Regions from separate parts of the Zea mays genome. Here region 1 is linked to region 2. Evidence: chromatin contacts called from public Hi-C data. All regions are on one chromosome and are shown on one strand. Each heading gives the region's core, a stretch centred on a gene start, on an enhancer-like site or on the middle of the called end of the contact. The rest is flanking DNA. Distances are from core to core; before and after follow the strand shown. Region 1 holds the start of LOC100284321. Region 2 holds the start of LOC100282570 (peptidyl-prolyl isomerase PASTICCINO1).

The links. Hi-C and Micro-C count contacts between places; a contact is called where the count stands out from the background.
Region 1: a contact with region 2 is called in a Hi-C map of endosperm, with 2.6 times the contacts expected there. The contact joins the promoter of LOC100284321 here to the promoter of LOC100282570 in region 2. A contact is called at or near these places in 4 of 25 Hi-C or Micro-C datasets (endosperm, leaf and tassel).

What each region holds. Positions count from the first base shown.
Region 1 is chr9:133,686,074-133,690,124 of Zm-B73-REFERENCE-NAM-5.0, reverse strand. It overlaps LOC100284321, which reads left to right and starts at 2,698. Exons shown (of 10, transcript NM_001157216.2): 1 at 2,698-3,313; 2 at 3,395-3,488. The coding sequence starts at 3,165.
Region 2 is chr9:133,316,142-133,319,917 of Zm-B73-REFERENCE-NAM-5.0, reverse strand. It overlaps LOC100282570 (peptidyl-prolyl isomerase PASTICCINO1), which reads left to right and starts at 1,886. Exons shown (of 20, transcript NM_001155478.2): 1 at 1,886-2,229; 2 at 2,404-2,488; 3 at 3,012-3,081; 4 at 3,513-3,610; 5 at 3,755-3,776. The coding sequence starts at 2,144. LOC100285101 (OB-fold nucleic acid binding domain containing protein) reads right to left here and starts at 1,679. Exons shown (of 2, transcript NM_001157996.2): 1 at 1,559-1,679; 2 at 535-1,230. The coding sequence starts at 1,229. The coding sequence ends at 732.

The DNA of each region.
Region 1 (4,051 bases), core at 1,449-3,948, 370 kb before region 2:
CAATTTTGATTTTAGCTTGGATGGTGTTTGCACCTTTTCCCCTTTTTCTAATTCCAAATATATGGGCAACAATTGCAGATAGTAATATTAGATTATGTTCTGTTAGAAAGTTGTAAAATGTAAATGATATTTGCTTGACACGGGGGTGGTTAAAAGTTGCAATTTGATGGCATGGTTGTTTCAATACTATAGTTTTGATTCCCGTCCTTTTGTTTGTGTTACAGCCTCCATGTAGTAGCAAGGTTGCTGTGGAGCGTCGACCACCTCGACCTACAGGTCAAAGGTATGTTATGCTCCTCTCCTCTCCTGCTCCACCATGGTTTCCAGTCATCCATGGTTTCCTGTCATCCACGATAGAGAAATTAAGGGACCTAATCCAGTATTGTGTGCTAATATAAAGTACATCTATGTCATGATCACCACTGTAAACTACACTTCTATATCCTTTGGTGGTCACATCCAAATGGTACTTCACTGAACTCTGAATATCTTTCAAATACGGTGTTGAAGGTAGTGCCTTCGCTAGGTGTCTTGGAAGCTTGGTTGACTGACTTTACATTTTATATGTATTACTCTGCTTTGTTAATTGTTATGTATATTTCTTCATTTTGTGTTATTCGTTTTTATGTAATATATGTGTTATTCGTTTTTATGTAATCGTTGCACACTAACGTTTTATCGAATAATTTGGGTATTGGAGGGAACAAGCGAAGTTACCCAGAGCAGCAGTAGCTTTAAGGAGTCGTGCAGCCAATGGGTTGCTGCAGTAAGTGTCATGGATTTGTCTAATCCTACCATGTCTACATTCGAGATCATTACTGTGTGGTGCGGTTGTCCAAACTACAACCAAAATATATGTTTATCTTCTCTGGTCATCAACAATGGATCCCCCAAATAAGGAGGTTATTAAATGTGGAGTTTTGCCTTCCTTGGTACAATTGCTCTCCAAGGAGGACTACCCTCAGCTCTAGGTATTACAGGAAACTACTTTTGAGGCACATTCAGTCTTAAACTTTTGCATTAGCTTTATGATTATGTACGTGCATTACATAATGTAGACATAGATATTGTTTGTAGATATATTGTAAACCCAAAATTGGTTGTAGTGTTGCTACTGCTCAAACATAACAATGCCACTTTACTTGCTTGATTGAAGGTTGTATGTTGTTATAATCCCAATCTATCTATGAGCGAAGAATCGTCAACTTACCTGAAGATTGAATGGTGTTAATCCTGATCTGTTTATGATGAAAACTTACCTTTTTCTTTTCTGGTTTTATTGTGGCCGCAATATGAGGCAGCATGGTTGTCTCTGCAGAGGACACCATTGTCGGTTGTAAATATTGGTGCCTCCCATCCTGGTGAAGCTTCTCACTTCACCAAATGAAGATGTCCGTAAACAAGCATGTTAGAAAACAAATTATCATTATTTGAATTGCGCACACATTTCATGTTATTAGTGTAAATTTGTGAGATATTGGGGTTGATGATATATATGTTGTTCGTTTTCATGTAATCTTTGTGCACTAACATTTATTGAATAATTTGGATGACGTCGTAACACATGAGCACATAACTAGAGAAGGTACCAACCAAAAGTATGTGCATGAACAGAGATCAAACATTTCAAAGTTTCTTCATAATCTAAAAATACATAAATGTGTGTTTGATTTACCAGAACATGTAAAGTATCATATTCAACATTTTTAATCCAGGGTTAAGATATCCTGGGTTCACATATCCTACTTTCATGACATTGTGCAATTACATCTAATATATTTGCCTTCTTTCGTCTAGGTACTGGTTTCATCATATACATGATCTTTCTTAAACAAAAAGGAATAATTCTCTAACCTCACATAATGGTGTACAATGATGAAAATGGATTTGGGATAGATGCGGTCATAGGGTTAGCGACATGAGCTCCGTGAGCCCGCCCATCGTGGACGGGATCTGGCCATGCACGTCGTCCGCGCCGTCAATGAAGACGATGTTTACACGCTGGCCCGACGTCGTTGCACCAAAAGTGGTCCCACGCGCAGTAGTTGGGTAGCACATGCTTCATGTTCAGCAGCGCGTGCAGCTCGCGAGGTGAGCAGGACCACGTCGTGTTGCGGACGCTGCAATGAGCAGGAAGACAACGAGGAAGATGGTGGTGGTGGACGCCATTGCGCTCGTGTGCTAGGACCTAGGAAGATAGCCGTGCATATCATAGTGATGTTTATCGTTAACTTTTAAACATCGTGGCAAAACACGGACACTTACCTAGTCCCTAGATAAAAGCCCAGTCCGACAATTGAAGTGTCTCCATTCTCTAATGAGGAATTTGTATTTTTGACACCTTAAGTAAGTGATTTTGCACAATTGACACTCTAAAATTAATTTCGTAAATTTGATACCCACATCATTGTCACTTTGATTTATTTGTCATTTTATCTTTTAATAGTTTTCTTTTCTTTTTTCTATTTTCTAAAATATAAAAGGACTAATATATCCTTTCTTGTTTATAAATTTGCCGCAGATGTGCTCTTTCACTTATTAAAAGAGTACCACATTCTCAATTTGCCGCAGCGGTGGCTTTATTAGTACGTTAAATACGAGAAATGGTATATTATATTTATTCCTTCCATATCTCAGAAAATGGGAAAATAAAAAAACTATTAAAAAGTGCGTGTCAGATTTACGAATTTAATCTTTAGAAATTAGAATGTCAATTGTGCAAAGCCAGTTATTTAGGGTGTCAAAAATACAAATTTCTCCTCCCGAACACCCTACTCGTTCTCCCCCATCGGCGCCGCTACGACCAGCGTTTGAGCCACTCGCCGCCGCGCACGATCCTCCACGCCTTGCTCCAGTCCTCGTCGGCACGCCTCCTTCCCAACCCTAACCCTAGCACTAGCAGTCAGTCGAGCGGCGGCAAGTCAAGGGTCTGTCGAGCGGGCCGGCGGCGAAGAAGTGTCTAGCGAGGCGAGTCAGGTGCAGGGGGACCCACCCGCAGCGGTGGCGTGAAGCGCGTTTGACTGGATCGACCAGGTTGGCGGCTAAACAGAGGAGGTTGCTTGTTTGTTTTCTCCGTCCGGCTGCGGTTTTCCTTTGACTGGATCGATCAGATTTGCCGGCGGCGGCAGCGGTCCCCCGGCAAAGGCGTGGGGATCCCTGCCGGGATGGAGGTGCCGTGGCTGCTGCTGGTGCACGGGTCAGTGACGGCGCTGGTGGTGGTGTCGTTCCTCTGCGGGCAATGGCCCATCTTCGAGGGCACCTTCATCCAGAGCATCAACCACTTCCTCACCTTTGGGGCCTACCACTACCTCCTGTACGTTCTAGCGCCTCCCTTCCCCCTATCCTTCCTTTCACTCCTGCTCCTGCTTAGTGAGTGAGGGAATTGTTCCTGCAGGCGGTTTGTGCAGTCTGTGTGCGGCACTGGGGCTAGGGATCTCGTCCTCGGTGTCGAGGGATACTGCTGCGACCGACCCAACCCGATATTGCAGGTACATGCCATTCATCCGTACTTGAATTGCCAACGTGTCTTGAATTATCAATGTTGGGGATAACTGTTTATGTCGAAATATGATGTAGTTGTGATGGAAGGTTAAGTTGTCTGTTTTGAGTATTGGAATACCGCTTGATGCTGAATGGCTGTTAGTTGTTGCTTGAGATAGCGGCATTGATCGATAGCTAGGGGATTGATGGTGGGTTCTCGGTTGGTAGCTCCAATGCTCGGTTGACTACTTGACTCTGCAAACGAGGAGTTTTTTCAAGGACCAGAATGTGGACGATCAAGTATGTTAGGGCTTGGGTTTCTTATTTGGTTGCCCATTATTATAAATATCCTACATTTGGTAAACCTGCTATACAGTAAACATGCAACCAAAAGCTGCTGATTAAGGGAGTGGTTTATGTTCTTCGGATTCTATGAAATTAATAAAGGCTTTGTGCTTGTGCTAAGTGAAAGCAGTGGCGAATCTTAGGTTAGAATATACATGGTTTAGGGAATGTCGGGGGGGGGGGGGGGGATCTAAATCTTCATTAGCAAAATATACTAAGACACTGT
Region 2 (3,776 bases), core at 637-3,136:
TTGGAATCCTTACCACAAGAAGGATTATGCGACCTCTACCGTATAATGACGAGGCTATGGGAGGTGATTTGAGGAAAAGGCCAGAAGCTGGGACATCTTAGGAAACAGATTCCATGAGAAGAAATCCAAATATATGGTGAAATGCAGATTTGCTAAAGTCGCCGAGCTTTTGTATGCGTTCGAGATTTCCAGTGAGCGTGGATCCTTTGTTAGCCTGTTTGGCAACTCACTTTTCAATACCATAGCATTACAGTACCATGGTTTACTAATTGCAATGTACAATCTAACATCTGTTTGGCGACAAAGTATTTTGACATGTATAGTTTTGATCAAATTCCGTTCAAGTCCATGCATAATTTGCCCGGCATGCTTGCTTACACGTCCATGCTAGAACCTACATGCTCCATGCGAGCACACAAGCGCGGTAGCAGCGTTTTCGTATGGGTTACATAAACAAAACACTATATCGTTTCATATAGATTTTAATACTTGAGCATTTCCTATGCAGCCCGTGAGCATGGGATAATTTTTTTAGTAGGAAAAGAAGAGACACTAAATACATTTTGCCACTTTTACAGGGGTGAGTGGCATATAAAATACCATATCAATAACATGTGATTAAGTGGTTTTCGTAAAGATGGCAAAGAATTAAGAGCCCCCCTTAGAAGAGATTGTCTCCAGCAAGTGCAGAGATAGATAAACTCGTACAAACTACACATGGTAAACCCCATTCAAGTGCGACCTTGAGCAGAACGTGGTGGCAGATCATAGCACTCCTTGGCCAGGCGGACACACTGCAACCAATGCAGCACCTCCGAATTCGGGTCCTTCTCCGGAACCACATCTCTAACAGTAATCTGGATCGCACCACGATACGAGGCGATCTTCCCTCGCACCCTCAAGAGGGTGCCTAGACGCACCTCCTCTGACATTTTCAGCGCCATCTCTGCAGTAGGATCATGGTCTGACGATGGCCCAGAGGACGTCCTAGCATTCAAGTACTGGTGGTTCAGCCACAGGATGCACGGCACACACCCAGTGCCGTCGTCGACCAGGAAGCGGAGGAACTTCTCCCTGCGGTCACGCGAGACGACGACTCCGACGAGCTCCGCACGCGCAACCCTACGGCCGCAGCGGAGGAACGTCGTCGGAGAGGTGTGCCGTACGGTTAAGGAGAGAAGGTCCGCGGCGAGAATCTTGACGTGCACGAGATGGAGAGGTTGGTCCATTCTGCCAGTTTCAGGAGAGAGATGTTACAGCCTTACACACAGGAGCTCCGATGCTGTTTACAAACAGGATGAACACAGACCGCCTGCATTGATGACTGCTCATCCAAATCACAGGGAACAATATGCACTGCTGATTCCCATTTCCTATCGAATGCCAAAGTAGATAGCTACCATCGGCCTGTATCAATCCACGCGGTTTCGGTTTGATTCGGTCGGCCCTTCCTTCGAACAGCTAAGTGCAGTTCAAAATCCCCCCCGAACCACCATAGCCCCATAAAACATAAAATAAACTGCCGACAGAGAAGAGCCAACGAAGGATGAATCCTTACTCAGAATTACACGAGAGGCGGAAGCGATGGAGCGGGAAGGGCTTAGCATCGACGCCGGACCGCCGCGCGCACGAGAGGCGCGGTGGCGACCGGGAGCTTGGTGAAGACGCAGCACGCGGACGCAGCGCCGGCGAGTTGGCGGCCGCTAATAAGGAGCGCCTGAGCGAGACGTGCAAGTGCAACGGCCCATCTGAGATAACGGCCTGGGCATATGGCAGCCTGCTCGCAGCCCAATGGAGCCACAGCCCATTGAAACACGAGGCCCAAGTCAAAGGAAGGTACCAGCGACATGCTTTCGTTGGACTCTCCGCCGGGCGCCGGAGAGGCGGGGACCGGCGAGTCCACCATCCCATTCCCGTACCACCCGCTTCTTCCAACTCCAACTCTCCAAGGCGCTGTGCTGGCTGCTGGCCTGCTGCTACCGACTGCCGCAACTGCTCCGCATCCCGGCCTTGATTAGCAGCAGTTACGCCCGCGCAGGACAGCGGCCTTGATTAGCGAAGTATTCCTTTGCCCTACCTCTCTCCCTACCCCGTTCCGACGCGGCGGCCGTTGAGCACCTGCCCGGAAGCTATAGCTTCGGCCATGGCCCAAGATGCCGGCGACGGCGGTGGGGAACTCCCGCCGCCCGTAAAGAAGAAGTCACCGGCGGAGGAGGAGGCCGAGAAGAGGTCAGTCCCAGTTCGCCCCCTCGGGGTTCCGAAGCATGCAGGGTCGAATTGCGGGACTTAGTATTTGTTTCCATTATTAATCCGGCTGTAGAATTTTGCAATTCAGACATTCCTTTCGTTCGTTGAACTACTGCTGCTTGCTTGTGATCACGCCATGTTTCTGTTGCACTGCAGGAGGAAGAAGCTTACACCTGGGAGCTTAATGAAGGGCATTATACGGTCTGGGAGCGGTGATGCCACCCCTGCAGAGGGCGATCAGGTTGAAAGGACTGCCTGCCCTCTCTGCCTTCATATATCGTGCAATGAAATTGTGGAAGTGCATACAATCAGGAACGTGTGTTTCCCTCTGCAGCCGAACCACTGTTTGATGTTGATTGATGAGCAAGGACGTTTGGAACTTTAGTTGTACTTGATCGAGTAAATCATCCAACAATTTGTGTAATTGGCTATTGGTTCTTACATAGAATGACCCTATTTGTGGCACAAGTTTTTGGTGTAATGCCGAGATCATCCATTAACTGACATTTTCTATTGTGTCCTGTAAATACACATTAACAGAACTTATCCTAATGGTCAAATGAAACTCTTGTGTTGGATTGTTCATACATACTACATATAGCACATATTCCTTTTTTTTTCAGGACTACACATTTTACACTGTTGATGGCAGCACTTTTTGCTGACCCTCATAATGGCTTTTGCACAGTCCTGTTTTTATTACTGTGGACATGAGGAATTTTAGATGGTCAGATTAAATATATCTCATTGTAATAATTGTGCAGGTTATACTTCATTGCACTACTCGGACAATTGATGGTATCGTTGTAAATTCTACAAGAAGGGAGCATGGAGGTGTTGCATCATCTCTGAGCACATTTCACCACTATGTATACTGCAGTATCTATAAATATTGTTGCTTCCATATCCTGTTTTCATATTAATTATAGTATGGTTTCCTCCTCTGTTGATGAGGTTGCGTGCTTGCATTTCACAACTCAACTTAAATTTTATGTCGCAAGCATCCTGTTTTGTGCTGTGTTCATTAGCCATGTGTGCGGTTTGGAAAACACCTGTCCTGTATTGTGCATCCTCTAGAACAATATAATAGATCACTATGTCTTTTCTGTAGTACTTTTTTATCTGATTCTTTTCTGTAATATTTGTATCTTACAACAAACTGCCGCATGAACTTTGCACCCCAAATGGTTGTCCCATCTATATGACTACCCAATTCAATTATTGAGCCTTCAAATCATCTTCGTTACTATTGTTATAATTTACAGGTAAAGGAATCCCACTCAGATTTGTTTTAGGGAAGAGCAAGATGATCCTAGGCTTTGCTGAAGGCTTCCCAACAATGCTGAAGGGTGAAATTGCTATGGTATGGTATTTCTAATACGAAGACACTACTCAGTTTCATGGAGAATGCAGCGATTTGAAAATGCACATGTTAACAATAATACATGCGCATATTGTTTAGTCATTTTTGTCTCTTTTTCTTACTCACTTATATTCTTTTTTTCAGTTCAAAATGCAGCCTAAAATTC